Regions from separate parts of the Pan troglodytes genome. Here region 1 is linked to region 2. The links are chromatin contacts, called in public Hi-C maps. All regions are on one chromosome and are shown on one strand. Each heading gives the region's core, a stretch centred on a gene start, on an enhancer-like site or on the middle of the called end of the contact. The rest is flanking DNA. Distances are from core to core; before and after follow the strand shown. Region 1 holds the start of VGLL3 (vestigial like family member 3). Region 2 has its middle 200 kb from the start of VGLL3.

Evidence for each region. A called contact is a pair of places that touch in the nucleus more often than the background predicts.
Region 1: a contact with region 2 is called in a Hi-C map of stem cell-derived neural progenitor cells, with 2.8 times the contacts expected there. The contact joins the promoter of VGLL3 here to the enhancer-like site in region 2. A contact is called at or near these places in 1 of 7 Hi-C or Micro-C datasets (stem cell-derived neural progenitor cells) and 1 of 1 datasets of contacts at active chromatin or transcription factors (stem cell-derived excitatory neurons).

What each region holds. Positions count from the first base shown.
Region 1 is chr2:91,290,529-91,294,590 of NHGRI_mPanTro3-v2.0_pri, forward strand. VGLL3 (vestigial like family member 3) reads right to left here and starts at 2,761. Exons shown (of 4, transcript XM_054680809.2): 1 at 2,179-2,761. The coding sequence starts at 2,304.
Region 2 is chr2:91,094,298-91,098,735 of NHGRI_mPanTro3-v2.0_pri, forward strand. No RefSeq gene overlaps it. Among named protein-coding and RNA genes, the nearest start is that of VGLL3, 200 kb to the right of the region's middle. Within about 2 kb of position 1,319, at least 6 of the 24 cell types and tissues checked have an H3K27ac peak or open chromatin away from gene starts, as enhancers often do. A contact at or near this core is called in stem cell-derived neural progenitor cells, where this site is marked.

The DNA.
Region 1 (4,062 bases), core at 1,511-4,010, 200 kb after region 2:
CGCATCGCATAGTCTAAAAATGCTGTCAGCCTGATAAGAATTTCCTGATTTACTCTCTTTTCCAATAGAAAATGTAGGTCATCAAAATAAACTTCTGACACTAAAAGAACAGTAGTTACACTGTCAAGTCTTTTTTTTTTTTATTTCGTTAGCCAGTTATGGTCAAACAGTTTCTTTACTTGACCAAAAAAAAAAAAAAAAAAAAAAAAAAAAAAAAAGAAGAAGGAGAAGAAAAAGAAGAAAGAAAGAAATTTTGAACAAGCCATTTTAGTAAAAGCAACATGAAAATTTCCAAGCACCTCCCTATGGCTCACTCAGCCTAACATCTAGTTAAGCAATGTCTACAAAAGCCCAAAATATGGAAGTTGATCATTATGTAACCAATCAATGTAGATAAATTGTTTTCTTTTTAAGAAGCTCAATGGTCAGAGTTTTCCTGATTTTTATTTTATTTTATTTTTTACTTTTTAGAATTGTTGTCTTCAGTATGTTGACGGTTTTAGCAAAAGAAATGAATTTGGGGACCGAGTCTCAGGGCTATTGCAAACATTATATAAAGTATTGGAGTCATTTCTTATTGAAAACTTTTATGATTGGCAATTTGCCATTTTCTCTGATACCGAATGTTATTTTCTAGCTCAAAAAAAGTGTTATAGTATTAACTCCACACCACAGATTCATTAATTTCACAACCCTAAAACATGAAGCCATATTTGAAACAACTTCTACTAGTTTGTTATTTTATAAAGGAGGAAAGTATCTTTCTGAACATGTAGAGAAGTTTTAGTTTGTTGCTAATCCACATTCCAAATGATAATTGAAGACCTCTGTAATATCAGAGATGCTTTGAAATGCTGGTGCTGCTAAATATTTTTTTTTTAAAGAGGATAGCAAGAAAGTAGGGCTCCTTTCTCTTTTGCCCTAATTGGTCCTGGTTAAGCTGGTACTATTTAGCAGATGAATCTGGGGCATGTACCCTTCCAGAATTAGCTGAATTTCATAGTTCCTAAATTCTAAACGGAAAGTTAGATTTCTTTCTAAAGAGTAGCACTGTAATTCTAGCAAAGAGACAGAAGTAGAGGAAATACAGAAAGTAAAATGTCAGATTAATTAAGAGCCCAAACCTATGAAGGTTTGCAATAAAACATGTGGTACCTAAGAAAGTAAAAAGAAATAAATCAATATATTCTATGGATGGTAATTTCCTAACCAAATCTAGTTATATTTTTTTAAGTTTCTCCAAATCCACCCACCCTAATTCCCATAGTCTGAGGTGGACTCTATTTTGGTACAGCCCTTGCCACATACATTTTTTATTTTAATGTAGCACTAACTAAGCCTTGGCACACTCTCCGTTGTATCCAGAGAGTAATGTCCAAGGGCGCCTCGTGCCAAATTCCCCAGAACTCGACTGTTCCTTCTAAAGTAACTATATCATCTCCTCAGTTCACGACCCCTTATTATGGACATCTTCAGTTACTCTTGGAAGAGTGGAGACTCAGCATCCAGAGATTCAAGGTAACCTTTTGGCCGAGGGACACACTGTCAACAGACTGAACACGTACAAACTCTGTGCTTTGCTGGAATTAAAAAATGAATGAAGAACCTTGGAATCCATCCCTGTCCTCTAAGTCACAGTCACCGGGAGAAAGACTCTGTGGAGAAGTTCTAGTAACACCCGATAGACATTATGCTAGACCAGTGTTCCCCCATGAAAGTCCCAGATCATTTCGTGAACTCACTCTCCAGGTAGCCTCCCCTACCTCTGTCAGCGCACTTCATCTTCCTCATCAATAAAACCCTGAAACATTCCATCTTTCCAAATAAACAAAATAGTTGGTTGAAAGGAAGTTTACTCACATGGTCCTAAGATAGATGCCCTTGGTGAGCTTCAGAGAACTGAGTCCTAAGAGCTAGGGTGCCTAGGAGGAGCAGCCTCTGAGCTCCGGTGACCACAGCTCAATGAAGCCCCCAGCTAGGTCATGCCTCACCCACCCGTCCACCCCGCTGCTCTCCCTTCCCGGCTCTCTCGGGATGGCTTTCTGCTCAAGGTCGCTCCCGCAGGTCCCAGAGCATCCTCTGCGCCACGCGTGCCGGCGGGACGTCGCCGAGCCCCAGACCGATACTCTCGATGCCCTTCGCCCCCGCCCCCAGCAGGCTGCCCGGCCGGTGACTCACCTGCTGGCCAGGTTGGGGCGCCGGCTGATAGTAGGCTGTGGGGCAGGTTGTCGCTGCCATGGGGTTGGGCAGATACTGGGACGCTCCATACGGCTGGGGGTGATACATCACCTCCGCACAACTCATGGCAGCCGGGGCAGTGGCGGCCCCCGAGCTGCCGCCGCCGCTCTACGCGCTGGCGCGAGGGGCGCGGGCGCCGCCGCCGCCGCCGCAGCTGCCGCCTCTGTCGCTGCTCCAGCTGCTACTGCGGCGAAGGCGGGTCCTCGGCGGCCTCGGGCTCCGCGCGGGGCGCGGGGTCGGGAGGGACTGGCAATCAGCGGGGGCCCATGCGCGGGCACCTTCATCTTCAGCCCCTCCGGGTGTCCCCTGCCGCGCTTATATAGCGGCTCAGGGACGCAGCCGCCCGCTGCGCCGCTGGGGCATTACCGCGTCCGGCTCCCGCGAGGGCTGCGGCGCCCACGGCAGCGCCAGTCACAGCCACAGCCCAGGCCCGGGTCGGGCAGCTGTGGGGAGCCCGGCTCCGGTTTGCATATACACAATGCACGCCCGGGGCTCGTCCTATCACGGGTGCTCCCGGCTGTGCGAGGACCGGGAGGCGGGGGCAGAGGGAGGGGGAACGCCGGGGAGGCGGGGGAGCACTTTGCCTCCCCAGGCTCTGACGCGGAACTTTGCAAAGTTTCTCCAACTCGCTTTGCAGCGGGCGGGTCACCCTGCAGGGGGACCCCGGGGAAGGCTGGCTGCGGATTGGAGCGAAGTTTGCAGCCCTCTCCGCCTCCCAGCATGGGATGGTGGTGGGAGGGGAATGGTATGCAGAGGCTCCGCGCCCTCAAGGCTCGGCAGGTTCCCACCCTGTCTCTGTCACCTGGCCGCCAGGGCGAGGGCTTCCCTACTCCAAGGAGATTTTACAAGGAACACCAACTCAGAGGCTGGGACCAAACAAAAGCCGAGTGTACAAAGGTGTAAAACAGAGCAGGCGCAGAATACACGGGGATTAGCTCCTACATTAAAATAATCATAAGTGAAAGTTAACATCTCTGCAAGTGCGCACATGCCAAGAATGCAACACAGTTTTCCACAAACAATCTCTGCTTTAAGTTTACATCTTCATGGAATGACACTGCTGTGGGACGTCCACCATTTCTGGCTTTTACAGCCTGGTTTTCACAGAGCAATAAAGGGTAGTTGATTAAGCCCATTCGCTAATAAAGTTTTATCTCTTTGCAATTGGATCTGACCCTCTCCAAAATGGGGGGAAAAAGTCTGTGAGAATATACTTGTATTCTGACAGAATCAGTAGAAATAATTATACTCACATTATTTTATTTATTTTGAGACAGGGTTTCCTTCTGCCGCCCAAGCTAGAGTGCAGTGACATGAGCACAGCTCACTGCAGCTACCACCCCCACGCTCAGGAGATCCTCCCATCTCAGCCTCTGGAGTAGCTGGGACTACAGGCCTGCATTACCACGCCCAGGTAATTTTTTTAAAAAAATTTTTTTATAGAGAAGGGGTCTTGCTATGTTACCTAGGCTGGTCTCCAACTCCTGGGCTCAAGTGATCCTTCTGCCTCGGTCTCCCAAAGTGCTGGGATAACAGGCATGAGGCACCGCACTGGGCCTCATTTTATAAATGAGCAAACTCTAGCTCTGAGATTCAGCAAACATATCTCTCCTTATACGTAGGCTTCCTCTTTTATGACTCACAGCAATCTCTCATTTTTACAGTCTATCTTTTCTCAGAGAAAAAGTCAGTTTGAAAGTCAAATGCACTAATGTTTTTATAGTTTGAATTATGTCTTCCCAAAAATGTATATATTGAAGCCCTAACCCACAATATGGCTGTATTTGAAGACAGGACATATAAGGAGGTGATAAGGTTAAATGA
Region 2 (4,438 bases), core at 69-2,568:
GAAGTAGTATAGGTGTTTGGACAAGTGGTACAAGTTATCATGAAAGAAAACAATTAAATCTAACTGGGATCACTTCTAGTGGAAAGGGTACCTGGGTAAAAGGAATGTCCCAGTAAGGCGGAGGTTGCAGTGAGCTGAGATCGTGCCACTGCACTCCAGCCTGGGTGACAGAGCAAGACTCCGTCTCAAAAAAATAAATAAATAAATAAATAGGAAAAAAATAAAAAGGAATGCCCCAGTGCCCCAGTAGATATGAAATAATTTAGAGGTTCCCCACATCCATTTTATTTTTCAAGCCCAAAAATGCTTTAAAATAAGCTGGCAAAACATGTGTTTGCCTTTTACTTATGAAAATCAGTGTTCATTCACCGTTATAAACTAAAGTTTGCCTGTTACAGTATGAAAAGCCCTCTTTTTGACATTATCAATTTTAAATTATAGAGACTAAGAAGCATTAATTCATTCTCTAGATTGAGACGTTTTTCTCATGTTTCCTTTTCCTGTGAAATGAATGCCCGCAAAATTCACTGCCCTAATTTATAATGCTATACAAAGGTTATATCTCATCTATGATGTTTAACTGTAAGCTACAATTCTAGAAGGTAAACATCAGTTCAATAAATAAATGACTATTTGAGGTGTACATATATAATTGGAATATTTGTTGAACATCGGGTGGGTAAACTAATTATTTTTAACCACACATGCCACACAGCAAATGGTGTTATTTAATATTTGTTCCTTTTAATTAGTTTTGTATGCTTTTTAAAATTGTTATGCTTAATTTTGCAATCTAATACAAATCCTTTTTGAAAATAAACAGAGGTATAACAATATAACTAAAAACATAAATTTAATTTTGTACTTCTATACCATTCATCTCTAATGCCAGATATGAGTATGTGGAACAAGAATATGCCTCATAACAGTGGTAATGTGATCAGTCCAAAAGCCAAAGTCAAAATGCACATACATTTTCTACTTAATAGGTTTGAAGGCAAAAATCTTTTTCTTCCCAAATGGCTTGTATTTGAATTTAGTCTTTTTTTTTATTCCCTTAATATAATTGCCTTCGCACACAGCACAATGGCTAATGCCATCACTTATTTTACATTTGTTTTGCTTCCTGTGTTGAATGGACAATCAGTGTTTACGGATTAGCAGCAGTTGTAGTGTTCTGACTTTTATTCTTTCAAACTCTTTCAAACTGGCGAATGAGCAGCACTTTATGTTTGTTGCTTTGGCATTCCTGGAGTAGCTAGGACATTCACAGTGTAAACCACTGTTATTCATACTATAATAATTCCTTTGCAGTTAAGTCATTACTAGTGATCATAGCAGGCTTGTAGTACAATGCCTTATTTGGGAATGTCATGTGAGATGCCCACAGCAATACAAAAAATAAAGGCCAACTTGTCTGGCTGAGGAGGGATTTATCACTAGCTCTCTGGCAGAGGAGTCTTTTGGGAAGTATTACGTGCTCCTGTGGGGTGGATTATATGATCTGAAATGGAGCAGGTGCTCTGAGCCTCAAAGTAAAGGTGCTATGAAAAGCCAGCCACATGCCATTTCTTTTATAATTTATCAAAATTCCAATTGTATTTTCTCTATGCACAAAGCTTTAGCAGAAATTATTTTTCTAATTAAAATATTGACCAATGTGAGCATAAATAAGCAAAAAACAAAGAAACTGTGGAAATTTCTCTAGACCCCTCTCCCTACTTACCTTCCTGCTTAAAAGCAAACTCAAAAGGCAAATTCACTTTTTCAACTACAAATCTTGTTCTCAGTGTCTGTAACTTGCTGTGAGAGCATTCCTTTTCAAACAGCTGTTTCAAAGGAGACGTAGGATGAGGGCTTTTCATTGTCAATCCCAAGGGCCTCAAGACTTTAATATAGGCTGCCCTAGTGAGGAATTTAACACCTTTTCTACTCCAGGCCTAAGCCCCATCTTAAGAGAGAATTTGGAATTTTTAAAGAAGTGGCTCCAAATAAAGAAAAGCAGCAGAGGGAAAGATAGCAAAAGTGAAAGTTCCAGAACTATCTCATGAACGACCTCAAGTCACTTTTCCCTGTGTGTTTATGTGTGCATGCCTTTACTATTTTAATTAAAAGGAAATAATAATACCCTATCCAGTGAGTGCTAAGAGAAGAAATTATTATTCAGAACCAAAATTTGTATAGCATTGTACTGCTTACAAATCTAACATCTGTATATTTGACCCTCACACACACATGATGAGATGTGGTAAGAATGGACGTAAGTGAGAAAACAAAGCATAACAGAGATTAAGTGAATAAGCTAAGATCACATTATATATACATGCTAGTTTTTTCTTTAACTAAATAGCCAGTGTTCCTTTCAATACACCTAACATGCAATATCAAATTTTTAAGTTATTTCAAAAGAAAAAAGGCTTAAATACAAACTAAAAGCTCTTTCTAGCGCAAAATAATGTTTTTTGAATTTTCTTTGTTGCAAGAACTGGCAAAAATATTTATAACATCCTCCAAACTGCTTGCTCTAGAGAACAAACTAGAAAATTCTACAGGCTTTCTGAGGAACTCAAGAAAAAAACAAGGTTATTTTCCCACCCTGTGGAGATGCCAGATTTTTGATTCAGATAATTTTTAAACTTCTGAATAAGCATGAAAATAAAGATCCAATTAATAATGTTGACAAGAATTGGAGTGATGATACCAACCACAGTCACTCAGACCTGCGGTGCTAATATGCCATAATCTTGTGCTACATTTCTGCTCTGTAGTATACGCCCTCCAAAGATGTCTATATCCTAATCTCTGAAACCTGTAAATATTCTACCTTACAAAGCAAAAAGGAATTTGCTGATGCATCTAAGGTAAAGACCCAAAGATGAGAACCTCATCTCAAATTATTCTGTTCAGCCAAATCTGAGTTCTTAAAAGAGGACCTTCCCCTGCTGGGTCAGAGATAGAGATTCAACAATTGAAGAAGGGTCAGAAAGATGTGAAGTTTGTGGCTTTTACGATGGAAGAAGAGGCCTACGAGCCAAAAAATGAGTGAGGGTGGGCTTTAGAAGCTACAAAAGATAAGGAACTGTATTATCCTTTAGAGACTAGAAAGAAGGCAGCCCTGTGGACATCTTGAGTTTAGCACAGTGAGACCTGTGTCAGACTTTGAACTATAAAACTACAACATAATCAACTTGTGTTGTTCTAAGCAATGATATTTGTGGTAGTTTGCTATAACAAAAATTAAAGAAATAAAATAAAAAATAAATAAACTAATATATGCTTTCTATTTTTTTAAATCTCAGACCCTACTGGTTTGAAACTCTTTAATGTTGTAAGTTGTATCTTGTTATTTTGAGCAGAATTGAGACATTGATTCAGAAACATAATATGGAAAGTACACATGTATATAAATTATAAGCAGATTATAAACACTTATCATTGATTCAACCTGAGTTTATTATCATAATTGCTTATTTTACCCGAATTTTTATACTATCCTATGATGAAGTTGTGATTCCATAGGTGATTTTTATATCATGTCGACTCCGGGAATGGAAAGATTTGATTGAATAAATGTTATATTCATTTGATGACTAACATTTTGTTTGGCAATTAATATTTCTTTTCACGGAATTGGATGAATATATTTTTTAAACAAGCAATGATTTTGACATTAAACATATTGCTTCTATAGAAGTGCCAAAATTGGGGCCGGGCGCGGTGGATCATCCCTGTAATCTCAGCATTTTGGGAGGCCGAGGCGGGCGGATCACGAGGCCAGGAGATCCAGATCATCCTGGCTAACACGGTGAAACCCCATCTCTACTAAGAATACAAAAAATTAGCCGGAGAGTGGTGGCGAGCCCCTGTAGTCCCAGCTACTCAGGAGGCTGAGGCAGGAGAATGGCGTGAACCTGGGAGGCGGAGCTTGCAATGAGCCGAGATGGCGCCACTGCACTCCAGCCTGGGCGACGGAGCGAGACTCTGTCTGAAAAAAAAAAAAAAAAGAAGAAGTGCCAAAATTGAGCATCATTCATAGTAACATGATAGAAAGATGTGTGGAATAGTTTGGTTTGTTGGTCACTGTATTTGAATTAAGTATGGCTTCTGTAATATAATGGACTTCTGTTTTGAAATTCTTGAAAAGCCTCTCATGTGAGGATTTTAATAAAGAAGATATACCTGTTATTTGGCTTTTCTGTGTTACTTTTTGACAAACTTGCATAACACTGAGAATAACATTGAAAATCATTGATGAAATGAGAAGTTGCTGTTACATTCATAGTTAATGTTGTGTATCACGTTTATGGTGAATTTTCTATCCTCACATATGCTTGATTTGGCTGGCTCAATGGTTACATGTCATTCTTGATCCATTTCAGTCCTGCTTTAAGACAATAATGAAGTCTTTATTTTACATGTCACATTTTCAGCAATATAT